Regions from separate parts of the Mus musculus genome. Here region 1 is linked to region 2. Evidence: chromatin contacts called from public Hi-C data. All regions are on one chromosome and are shown on one strand. The core of a region is the stretch at or near the end of the contact, and the rest is flanking DNA. Distances in the headings are between cores, read along the strand shown.

Region 1 (6,445 bases), core at 3,634-6,133, 49 kb before region 2:
GGATTCTGCTGTAGCCTTGCCATTGTTACAATAATGCACCTGGTATTCAATTCTTTTTTTTTTATTTTTTATTTTGGCTTTTCAAGACAGGGTTTTTCTGTATAGCCCAGGCTGTCCTGGAGCTCACCTTGTAGACCAGGCTGGCCTCGAACTCAGAAATCCACCTGCCTCTGCCTGGGATTAAAGGCGTGTGCCACCATATCTGGCCTGGTATTCAATTCTATCTGCACAGCCTTACAACTGGGTGGTCACTGTACACTCAGCTTTCATATGCCATAGAATGGCCAGGCACCTTACACAGCAGCTAGAGTCCCAAGACCGGAAGAACCTAGTCCTTTGACACCTAGGCTCAGACTGGTGCCAAAGTCACTCTGCCACATGCGTGTACAGAAGCAATTCTGGATATGCCAAACTCATGGAGGTGAAAACAGAGGTGACTTTTAAAATATATATATATATATATATATATATATATATATATAAAACACCAAATTGTGTAACTTTTATTTTATGTATGAGTGTATGCCTGCATGTGGGTGTGCTTGCCAAGTGTATGCAGTGCCCAAGGAGACCAGAAGGGGGCATTGGAACTAGAATTACAGGCAGCTGTAAACTGCCCTGACATTGAACTCTCTCTCTAGCCCTAAGAGGATGCATCTTGACACAAATAGTTACAAAGTCTCATTTGCAAGGATCAGGAAAATAGAAGGAAACTAAGGGCAGTTTTTCAGAAAACATTGAAACAAACTATCCAGTATCAAATGAAAAACTAACAACAAATAGTATCTATTTAATGATGGCCTGGGCCAGAATTCCAGATCAAATACATTCACATTTTTTGTAACTAAATTACTTGTTCTAGGTGAGATAAATAGCAGAGGGATAGTGTTATACCTGGCTTCTAGTTGACTCTCAGGTCACCACTACCTAAATAGTAACAAAGCAACTTGTTAAATAGCAAGGTAATTATACATTGTAACTTTTCTTATGTTGATTGGAGTGGGAGACCTTTGGACTTAAGTGGGCTACTTAGAAGCTAAATGCCAGTCTCTATAGATACCTTAGGAGCCAGCAATCTTGTGTTGATGGCCCTAAGGTTAAAGGTGGGCATCATAGGGACTGAGGGGAATCTCAAGTCCTGAGGCAGCACCAGGGAGGTAATGGTCTGCCCAAGAAACCAAGTCACCAGGCTTATGACTGGCTAGTCCTTTTTTTCCCCTATTATTATTTGTTTGGTCGTTTTGTTTGGTTGCTTTGTTTAGTTGTTTTGTTTTGATTTTGAGAAAGAGCCTCTGTGTAGTCTCTTGGTTGTCATGGAGCTTGCTATGTAGACCAGGCTGACCTTAAAATAACAGAAATTATACTGGCTCTGATTCTTGAGTACTAGGCTTAAAAGTGTGTGCCACCATGCAAAAGCTGGGCTATGGTGTTTTGTTTTGTTTGGTTTTTGTTTTGTTTTGATTTGGTTTGATTTAGTTGCAGTGGTGATGGTTTTGGTTTGTTCTGGTTTGTTTGTTTATTTTGGTTAGATTTAGTTTGGTTTTTCTGGACAGGATTTCTCTGTGTAGCCATGGCTGGTCTAGAACTCATCTGTAGACCAGAACTCAGATATCTGCCTTCCTCTGCCTCCCAAGTGCTGGGACTAAAGGCATGTGCCTCCATTGCTTGGCTCTGACCTGGGTTGTTTTGAACATAGTGATCCCAGGGTGGGTATGATGGCATGCCTATAGTACCAGCACCAGGAAGGCAGAGACAAGTGGATCCCTGTCACTTTAGAGCTAGCCTGGTCTACATAGTAAATTCCAGGCCAGCCAAGGCTGCACAGCAAGACTCTGTCTCAAAAAAATAAGACAAAACCCGGGCAGTAATAGCCCTTGCCTTTAATCAACTCAGCACTCAGAAGGCAGAGGCAGGCAGATTTCTGAGTTCAAGGCCAGCCTGGTGTGCAAAGTGAGTTCCAGGACAGCCAGGACTATACAGAGAAACCTTTCTCAAAAAAACCAAAAAATAAATAAATAAATAAATAAATAAATAAATAAAACAAAACCAGAGACCTAGAGACCATGCAAGCATGTGCTGATGGAACTAGCCAATTGTCTAAACATTTGCAATTATGGAAGTGATAAAATACTGGTATTGATCTTGCACAGGCAGTGCCAAGATCTATCTATCTATCAGTGAGTGGTACGAGACCCCAATACTTCTCCAGTCATTTATCTTCCCTCTTCTTAAAGGATATAAAACTTCTTTCATAAAGGGAGGGACAGTAAATGCCAAGAACATGACTATTCAAAAGACATTCAGGATGGATGCGCTGAGGGGCTGTGCAGAATACCAAAGGCTGGCTTTTCTTCCAGGCCAGCTTAGCGGTTAGGAATTTATGGGACTTATACCAGAAAGCCAGACAGGGAACATTTCCTGGTTTCCTTTGCATAAGAGGCAAAATGCCCACGCTCACACCTGTAGCCTTTCCAACCTGCCAGCTTCACGGTGCCACCTGTTCCTCTGTTAGCCCTCCCTGCCTCACTAGAAATGGAGCCGGCTGGCACACTGCCTCCTCAGCCCCTAGTGCTTGTTCAAATGATAGTTTTCATGCAGCAGGTTCACAGAAAACCTGCCAGTGTGGTTCTCAGCTGTTTCCGGCGAGGAAGCAGTCCATCCAGGCAGGTTGCTTTACTGCTTTGCACTTTTGCATATTCATGCTCACCTTTAAAGTTCAACTGCTCCTGCTTCTTTGCAGCTTGTCACGGCCAGCTTACTGCTCTCCCTGGCATATGGTAGCATCCTCGTTGCCAGCTCTATTGCTGGCAAAGAGCTTCCCACATGCACTTATAAATTCCATTTATCTGCATTTTTTTTTCCAGACAGGGTTTCTCTGTGTAGCCCTGGCTGTTCGGGACTCACTCTGTAGACAAGGCTGTCTTTGAACTCACAGATATTGCTTGCCTCTGCTTCAGATGTTAGGGTTAAAGGTGTGCACCACCACTGCCTCCCTCTTTTATCTGTATCCTTAAACACAAAACCACTGGGGATTGAGCCTAGAGCCTTATGAATGAATGCTAAGTAAGCATTTGTAGCACTGAGTAGCTCAGCCAACACTCTTCCTTCTTTTTGGAGGGGCTCACTATGTAGATCTGTCTGGTCTGTAATTCTCTATGGAGACCAGGCTGGTCCTTAAACTCATATATATCCACCAGTCTCTGCCTTCCAAACATGGGATAAAAGGTGTGCATTGAGTTTTATATCCTTTAAGAAGAGGGAAGATAAATGACTGGAGAAGTATTGGGGTCTCGTATCACTCACTGATAGATAGATAGATAGATAGATAGATAGATAGATAGATAGATCTTGGCACTGCCTGTGCAAGATCAATACCAGTATTTTATCACTTGCTTCCCAGCTTGCCTTTTAAACTTTTTACATTTGAAGCCAGGTGGTGTTGGTACACACCAGGAAGGCTCAGCACTCAGGACCCAGAGGCGGGTGGATCCCTGTAAGTTTAAGGCCAGCCTGGTCTACAAAGTGAGTTCCGGGACAGCCAGGGCTACACAGAGAAACCCTATCTTGGAAAACAAAACCAACCAGACAAAGAAACAAAACAAAAAGTGGAAAGATGCCTGTATACTTAGAGCCTTGGGAGCCATAGAAGGCCACCAACAGGAATAGATGTCACCAGGTCTGTATTCTTTTAAACTCTCTGTCATGTCAGCTGGAGCAATATTATACCAGCTGTATTAGTTACTTGTAGTTGAGGGAGAGAGAGCCCAGTGATACAATGCATGGCGAAGTATGAAGTGGTTATCCCTGCCCTCACAGACATACCCAGAAGCCTCTTCTCCATAACTCAGAAAAGTGGATTTAAACATTACACCAACCAAGGCTCGGGATGTCATTCAGTTGATAGAGTGCTTGCTTAACATACAGCATCATATAAACCTATTTGGTAGTACACACTGGTAACCCTAGCACTCAGGATGGTAAGAGATTCAGAAGGATCAGAAGTTCAAGGTCATCTGTAGCTGTACATAGTAGCTATGTAGCCTGATGCATACACAAGACCATCCCATGGAGAAACAAAAAACAAAACACGCTCAATAAAACAAACATCGTAGCAGCCTGTGTCTATATATGTGTCACAGGGCTTATTCTTCTAATGTCTCCAAATAAGAGATAAATAGATGTGACAGGGGAAGATGAATGGGTGAGGCATGGATAGTTGGGTAGCTTAATTAGTGAGGGGTGAATGGGCGTGTGGGAAGAAAGAAGGATGAACAAACTAATGGTCTGGTGGACCTGATCGGGTCATTCATCCTGGTTCCAGTAACCAGGTTAACTAGTGAGAGCCTGTGAGGAGACCCCAGCTTCCCACAACCCTCTTCCACGGTTCGTCCTCGGATGGAAGTGGCTCTATAGCCAGAGAGAGCAGATAAAGTCATCCAACCAAGATGACCCCGCAGCCTGGGTCTCTGCCTGAGATAACGGAGATTAGGCTCTGCCTGGAAATTTGGTGACTTGAAGGTGAGCCTTGTGACTGTGAGGATGCTGTGGTTTAAGGCCCTCCAGGAGGCCGGACAGAGCCCCTTATCTACAGCTGCACTGGTGGGAGGCCTGGGACAGGAGGGCCAGCAAGGGGAGAGGGCGCGGTCCCAGCGGCGGGAGCGGGAAACAGCGGTGCTGAGCACGCGCGGAGCGGCTGTCCACAGCCTAAGCCGCAAGCAATGCGCGGGACCCGCCCGGGCGCCAAGGAGTGCGCAGGCGCCAGGGTAGGGGCGGAGCCTCCTCATGCTCTTCGTCCCGCCCCCGCGCTGGCAGCACCTTTCCCAATTGGACAGAGTCGCTACGACGGGTGGGGAGAGCGTCGTCGCGTCGGGTGACGTCTCCGGAGGGACGTCGGCGTAGTCGGCAGCGTCGGCTGCCGTGCCTGAGTCGTCCGCTCGAAAATGGCGGAATACTTGGCCTCCATCTTCGGCACCGAAAAAGACAAGTGAGTAGGGCCGGCCTGCCGGGACTTGGGCTGGGGAGGCGACGGGCAGCGGGTGCCGGTCGAGGCAAGCGGCGGTGACGTCCAGGCGTGGCGGCTGGCTCGGGCCTGGAGACCTCGCGCGGCTCGGCGCCGCCGCCTCGTGGGCCGGGCGGCGGGACTGGCGGGCGGCTCGGGCTGGGCCTCGGCGCCTCGAGCTCCACCGCGGGCGCTCCATGCCGGGTTCTACGCGGGGCCCTGCCCCACGCCGCGCTCCCACTGCTGCCCGGGGCTTCTGTGGCGAAGTAACACGTTTCTTGCAACTTTAGGCTTTGAGTTATCGTGTCGGAAGTGCTGTGGCCCCGTCCTCTCTAGCATTCAGTGCTGGGGCCGACCTTTGGGAGCGGTTTCGACCGAATAAACCTCCTGCCTGCCTAAGCGTTGGCGGACCCGCCTTTCTTTTTAAATTAAGGTTTGCATTTCCGTAGCCAACTGTTAGGGTAAGAGGAAAAGGAATAGCAATATTCCCGCCTGTGGTCGTGTGCTGCGAGGCACATACTCATTTCCGCGTGTCGGCTGAAATTTAGGTTAAGGGGAATGTCTTCGGACACTTTCAAGGATAATTCCTACTTTGAAAACCTAAGGATTTAAGTATCTGGCTTAATCTGCTTCCAGTAAGTAGTCACCATCTTTATGTTTCTGAATCTTGTACAAGGTTTATGCAGATGTCAGTCACGGTGGTAAGCGTTTGCAATAGATAACGTTTTTGGTGCCACATTCTCACTCTTAAAATGTTCTGTTTTCCAGGATGGAGGCTGTCCGATCAGGCACCTTTATACAGTCTTCAGTGTTTGAAAGAGGGGATGTTTCTAAAAGTCTCATGCCTGAATCGGCAGTCACTCAAGAGACATTTAATTGGATGTTAGGTCTAGACCAGTCTTGGAGAATCAGCTGGAATAAAGTCTGGGTTCTCAGGAAGTCATGGAGGAAGGTTGTGCCTTGTGTTAAGGATGACTAAAATACATTAAAGGGACTAGAGAGATGACTCAGTGGTTCAGAGTGTGAACTGCTCTTGAAGAGGCCAGTAGTGTGGTTCCCTGAATCCCCTTTATTGCAATCTGATGTCCTACAACCACCTGTAGTGCCAGATCTTGGGAGATCCATTGCCTCTGGCCGCCACGGGCACCCCTCCCCCTCCCCATATATGTAATTTAAAGTAAAGCCGTTAAAGTACTTTTAAATCAACACTCAAAAGCCAGGTGTGGTGGTACATTTAGTACCAGCACTCTGGAGGCAGAGGTAGGTAGGTGGATCTCTGAGTTCCAGCCTGGTCTACATAACAAGTTCTAGGAAGCAGGACTGGTGATGGCTCAGCAGTTAAGAGCACGGACTGCTCTTCCAGAGGTCCAGAGTTCAATTCCCAGCAACCACATGGTGGCTCAAAACCATATGTAAGGTTCTGGAGTGTCTGAAGACAGCTACAGT
Region 2 (5,836 bases), core at 3,141-5,640:
CCTTTCAAGGGCATCTAAGGACCTGGACCTCTAAAGTTGGGTAAAGGCGGGTGGGGAGACTCCTAATTTTTGAACATTTCAAACAAAACAACAATAGCAGCAACAACAAAACTGAATTCTAGCTTCAGGGGCAGCTGGGGAAAAAGACAGAGCTGAGTGTTACCACAAACCTAAACTATTCCCTCCCTAACCCTGTGTGGGGAACTAGTCAGCCTAACTGGGGCCCACTGTCGCTTGCTCCATGGGGGTGTCCCAGGGCTAGACAAATGGTCCCTTGACTTAAGTGTTTCTAAAATGCCACAGCTGATTTCTTCTGAGTTTCTCTGTCCTTTGCTGGGGCTCCAGGTAGGCCAGTGATATGTCTGTCCCTGATGGACCTCCTCCAAGGGGGCCTCTGTCTGAATTCAGTTGTGTGGCCTTCTGAGCCTCCCAAGGAGTCATGCCAGTAGGGGCTCTCCTGAGGACAGGCCAGACAGGGCATGTATCTGCAGAAAGAGGGAGGGATATGGCATGAAGGGCCCAGCCCACCATTATGGAGGTGGATTCATGCCAAGGACTGCAGGCTGAGTAGGCAGCCTAGAACCCCTAGAACTGGTGAACCAGGCCAAGTGTTAGGCCAGGGGCACCCCTAGTCGTGAGAAGCCTCATGTCCATCTCATGAGTGGGCAAGACCCACCCACACTTAAATGACTGCGTGGACAGAAGTCTGGGCTCCCTGCATCCCCCCAAATTGATACAAAACTGTTAGTCTGGCTCTCTGCATCTGTAGGCCGTGAGGTGTAGGGCCCAGCCCAAGCTGATATATAAAGCTCCAGTCTCAGGTGGCCCTGGCTGCCAGGCAGGATTCTGGGCCAGAAAGAGAAGCCTGGGGCTTGTCTTGGCATTGTGACACTGCACATGACCTGTGGAAATGGGCTGAGAGGAGGCAACTGCCAGGCTATCAGTTCTGGAGAGCCAGGGTTGGTTTCCTGTTCCGTGTCCCAGACAGCACCTAGCATTCTACTGCAGGGCTGGTGAGAGGAGGTGGTGCTGGTGAGAGGAGGTGCTCTCTGGCTGTACTCACATGGCTCAGCTGGTATTTTGCTCTTGTTTGGGGAAAGAGTCTCTTGGTGTCAACAGCTCTGTGTCCCTGCCTTGTCCCCTTTAATCCAGCAGCTGTTTCTTTTCCCTAGACTGCAGCAATGGCATGTCCAGCAAGCAGCAGATGGTGTTTGGGGTTGTCACTGCCATTGACCTGCTAAACTTCGTGGCAGCCCGTGAGCAGACCCAGACATAGAGCCAGGACTGGCTTCCATCCTCCTTGCTGGGGCTTCTTGGCTTTCAGAGACACCTACCAGCTTCCTCACCCAAGTCCAGCAGGTGGCTGCTGAGGCCAGCACCCTCCCCTCCTAACACCCAGCTACCTAAATGAATCCTCTATGCCCGAGTAGCTTACAGGGCCTTTCCTCTGGTGTCACAGAACTGAGGAATGTTAGCCAGGAAGGATGGGCACAGACTACAATAGCAACAAGACTCAGGGTGCCCAAAAAAGCGTCCTCCCCACAGAGGGCTCCATCGTGGGAAAGGGCAAACCTTGGACTGATTGTGTGGACATCCTCAGGGACCTGGTTAGCCCTAGCATGGGAGTGTGTGGGTTTTAAATGAAGGTGGGCTTCTGTGACCTGAGACCCACAGCTGTGAAGTGCCTGCACAAAGTGTCACCACCTGGGCCATGACCCTGCTTAGCCCACTCCTCACGTCCCACTCCTTCCCTGACAAGCACCCACTTTCTGTCTCAATGGATCTCCCTGTTCTGGACTCTTCCTATAAATGGAATCACATACCTGTGGTCGTGTCGACCTTATTTCCCTTGGTGTGAGTGTCTCATGTTTGCCTGTTACGGCCTGTATCAGTTTTGCTCCTTTCCATGACTGAGCGAGTCCATTGTGTGCATGGTCCTTATTCTCTGTGTGTATGTATGCCTGAACACATCCCTCCCCACCCCCCGGGGGGGGGGTAGCCCAGGTTGGGTTCTCTGCAATCCTGTGTTCATTTGCCGCACTGGGCTGCAGTTTCACATGCTTGCCTGTGTGCCTCTGGGCACCATTCTCAGTCTTCCCCAGCCTTGGTTATCCCTCTTTCCTGTGGTCCTGCCCTGCCCTGTGGTTTGGGTTTGTTGTCCAGCAACTATACATCATCTCCCATGTGCTCCACCCATGGCTTGTCTTCGTTTCTGTACTTAGAGGAGGGACTTGGCTTTGGTGCGCAGGTTCAGGGTCTTGCTATGTAGCCCGGGATAGGTTCAACCTCCCTGTGGCCACCTCTGCCAAGCTTATCCTCACTTAGTTTTGCTGAGGTCAAACCTGTCTATTTCTCTTCTTCTGGTGTCATCTCCATCACCACATCTAAGGCATGGACACCCATGTTTGCTAGGAGTGGTACCCACTGCTGCATTTAAGAGAAGAGAGAGGCTATGCACAGTGACACACACCTATGATCCCAGGACTCAGGAGGCTGAGGCAGCTCTGCCAAGTCTTGAAGCTAACTAGAGCTATACGCCAAGACTTGTTTCAAATAAACATTTTTTTTTAAGTACTCGGGCCAGTGATATGGCTGAGCAGGTAAAGACTTGCTGCTAAGCCTGGCGACCTGAGTTTCATTCCTGGGACCCACATGGTAGAAGAGAACGGACTCCCAAAGTCTCCCTCTGACTGCCACATTAGTGGGTGGGGGATGAAAGCCCATGCTCCGAGGAAGATAAGCAGTGTTAGTTGAGAGTTGGCAGGGAGGATGCAGCAGACAGGAACAGGAAAGATGGAGTATGGGATGGTAAGCTGGAAAACAGGTATTTCCATATACAAGAGACACACACGCAGGCACCAAGCCCATAAGGTTGACGCCAGTCGGAGATTAGAAGGACGTGCCACAGAAGCAGAGGACCTGCCACCACCAGACTTTGGCAGTGAGCTGCTGCATCCAACCAGTCCCAGGCTCCATGCAGGTCCCAGCCATATGTGACTAGGTCTAATGGCTTACGGGGTGAGCTGGGTCTCAGGACCTAGGTAGCCAGCTCCATTTCATATGTACCTATCCCAGTTCTACCAAAGGCAAAGAAATAACTAAAAGCCATTGCTGTCATCAGAGCTGTCTTTTAAGGGGATAGGGAAACGGTGTTCTTCCAGAGGGCCACTCCCAGCAGCCAGTGATGGCTCACAACCATCTGTAACACCAGTTCCAGGGGATATGAGGCTTTCATGGGCATCAGACCATATAGGCAGGCAAGATACCCATATACATAAAGTTATTAAAAACTGGGGCCAGTTGTGGTGGTGCAGGCCTTTAATCCCAGCACTCAGGAGGCAGAGGCAGGCAGATTTCTGAGTTCGAGGCCAGCCTGGTCTACAAAGTGAGTTCCAGGATAGCTAGGGCTACACAGAGAAACCCTGTCTCGAAAAAAACAAAACAACAACAACAACAAAAAAAACTGGGACTGGAGAGATGGCTTAGCAGTTAAAGAGCACTAGCTGCTCTTCCAGAGGACCCGAGTTCAATTCCCAACTCTCACATGGTGGCTCACAACCATTTATAATGGGATTGATGCCCTCTTCTGATATTCTTTTCTGTCATGCAGGCAAATAGAGCACTCAGATACATAAAACATAAGCAAATACATCTTTAAAAGCCGATTAAGGGGGTTGGAGAGATGGTTCAGAAGTTAACTGTACGGACTTCTTCTAAAGGTCCTGAGTTCAAATCCTAGCAACTACATGATGGCTCACAACCATCTGTAATGGGATCTGATGTCCTCTTCTGGTGTGTCTGAAGACAGCTACCGTGTATTTAGATAAATAAATAGATCTTTGGGCGGGAGCAAACAGGGCCAGAGCAAACAGAGGTCCTGAATTTAATTCCCAGCAACCACATGAAGGCTTACAACCATCTGTACAGCTACAGTGTACTCATATACATAAAATAAAGAAATAAATCTTTAAAAAAATTAAAACCTGTGTAAGTATAAAGGGATGAAAGGATTCACTTGTCACCATTGCCATTTTTTACATGGCCAAGTGTGGCTTAGACAAGGGAACACAGAATGGCAACCCTGGTATAGATAATGCCACAAACTGCTGCTTGCCTATCAAACAGCCTATCAAGTACTTACCAGATGATTCCTTGAGCTCAGGTCACTCCAGACCTCCAGAACATCAGGAGGCCAGACAGGAAAAGACAGGGAGGGAAGAGTATAACTGAGTCCCATACCTTAGCACAACTGACTTCATGATGGAAGTAGCATTCCGGCCATACATAAAAGCCAGCATGTAGACAGGACCAAAATGAAAACACAGTTCTAATCCATCAAAGTCCTGGGAAAGTCTCCAAATGTACTAACCTTGCCACACCACCTCCAGTAGGATCTGTGTGACAAGCTCCACAGACTAAGGCGATTGATTGAAAAAGGGGGAGGCCTCCTGGAACCGGTTGTGGAACTCTTTGCTAGAAAAATATATTGAGCCATAGTTCTCATGGCAATCTATCTGTTTTGTTTTCTCTTATCCCTTTTCTTATTTACATGTTCCTGGTAGCCTGGGCCAAGATCTTAAGCGAGAATAATGGATAAGAAACCATCCCTAGAGATGGGGCCACTAACATGACCTTGTCCCCAGGGAAACCAACACTTTGCTTTCTAAATCATTTATAAAACTATTATGATAAAAACTTTCCCAACAATAAAATTTCATATGGCTACATGTGTGTCATTGGAAGTGGATTTTGGTATATAGTAAAGAAAGCCTTGATTAGAAAGAATTAGCCGGGTGTGGTGGCGCACACCTTTAATTCCAGCACTCTGGAGGCAGAGGCAGGCGGATTTCTGAGTTCGAGGCCAGCCTGGTCTTACAAAGTGAGTTCCAGGATAGCCAGGGCTACACAGAGAAACCCTGCCTTGAAAAACAAAAACAACAAAAAAGAAAGAATTAAAATAGTTTAAATTTATACATTGAAGATTTATTAAAAAAAAAAAATCAGGCACTAGATGTTAAATAATAACTGACCATGGGGCTGGAGAGTTAGTTCAGCGGTTAAGAGCACTGACCGTTAGAGATTTATTAACCTGCTTTTGGAATATGCTACTAGCCTTGGATGACAACCCCCACTGAATACATCCTTCTAGAATTGTTCTATTTTGATGATTTATAACGATGTTACCTGTTCTGTTTGTGATTCACTGAATACATAGTTTTAGAGTTGTAATGCTTGGATGATTTTTGTGCTTTACCCTGCCAAATGATTTTTGTTGGTATTTGGGTTTTTTTGTTTGTTTGTTTTGGTTTTGGTTTTTTCGAGACAGGGTTTTCTGTGTAGCCCTGGCTGTCCTGGAACTCACTTTGTAGATCAGGCTGGCCTCGAACTCAGAAATCCGCCTGTCTCTGCCTCCCAAGTGCTGGGATTGAAGGTGTGCACTACCGCCGCCCGGCTTTTGTTGGTATTTGTGATTGTCTCACTGGCTATAGCTTCTAAGAGATGTAACATTTGGTTTTTTAATGTATAAAATCCCCTGCTTGAGAGCTGCAGAATACACTCAGATTCCATCTGCCTCTGTGTTTGTTTCTGTTTGTCACCGCTGAATCCTTACCCATCCAGCTTCAAGGACCTTCATTCCAGGGACCCCCATACCCGACTGGGCACAGTCCCATGTGCCCAGGCTGTTTTTGAAACTGCAATTCCACTGCCTCAGCACCCTAGATACTGGGATTATCAGCATGAGCCACTATATCTGGCAACATTTAGGTCTGAAAAAGGGGGTGGGGCTCATAGGACACAGCAAAGACTAGAGTTCTAACTGTACAAAGACATATAA

The links. A called contact is a pair of places that touch in the nucleus more often than the background predicts.
Region 1: a Hi-C map of liver shows a contact between it and region 2, with 2.8 times the contacts expected there. The contact joins the promoter of U2af1 here to the enhancer-like site in region 2. A contact is called at or near these places in 9 of 39 promoter capture datasets (the 3T3-L1 cell line, 3T3-L1-derived adipocytes, the C10 cell line and 3 more), 17 of 484 Hi-C or Micro-C datasets (the AML12 cell line, the G1E-ER4 cell line, the HL-1 cell line and 8 more), 3 of 115 datasets of contacts at active chromatin or transcription factors (the HPC-7 cell line and embryonic stem cells) and 3 of 9 other capture datasets (adipose tissue, liver and pancreatic islet).

The regions. Positions count from the first base shown.
Region 1 is chr17:31,657,192-31,663,636 of GRCm38.p6, reverse strand. It overlaps U2af1 (U2 small nuclear ribonucleoprotein auxiliary factor (U2AF) 1), which reads left to right and starts at 4,883. Exons shown (of 8, transcript NM_024187.4): 1 at 4,883-4,984. The coding sequence starts at 4,941.
Region 2 is chr17:31,608,630-31,614,465 of GRCm38.p6, reverse strand. It overlaps Cbs (cystathionine beta-synthase), which reads left to right. Exons shown (of 17, transcript NM_144855.3): 17 at 1,173-1,843. The coding sequence ends at 1,276. Among named protein-coding and RNA genes, the nearest start is that of Cbs, 26 kb to the left of the region's middle. Within about 2 kb of position 4,390, at least 4 of the 459 cell types and tissues checked have an H3K27ac peak or open chromatin away from gene starts, as enhancers often do. A contact at or near this core is called in liver, where this site is marked.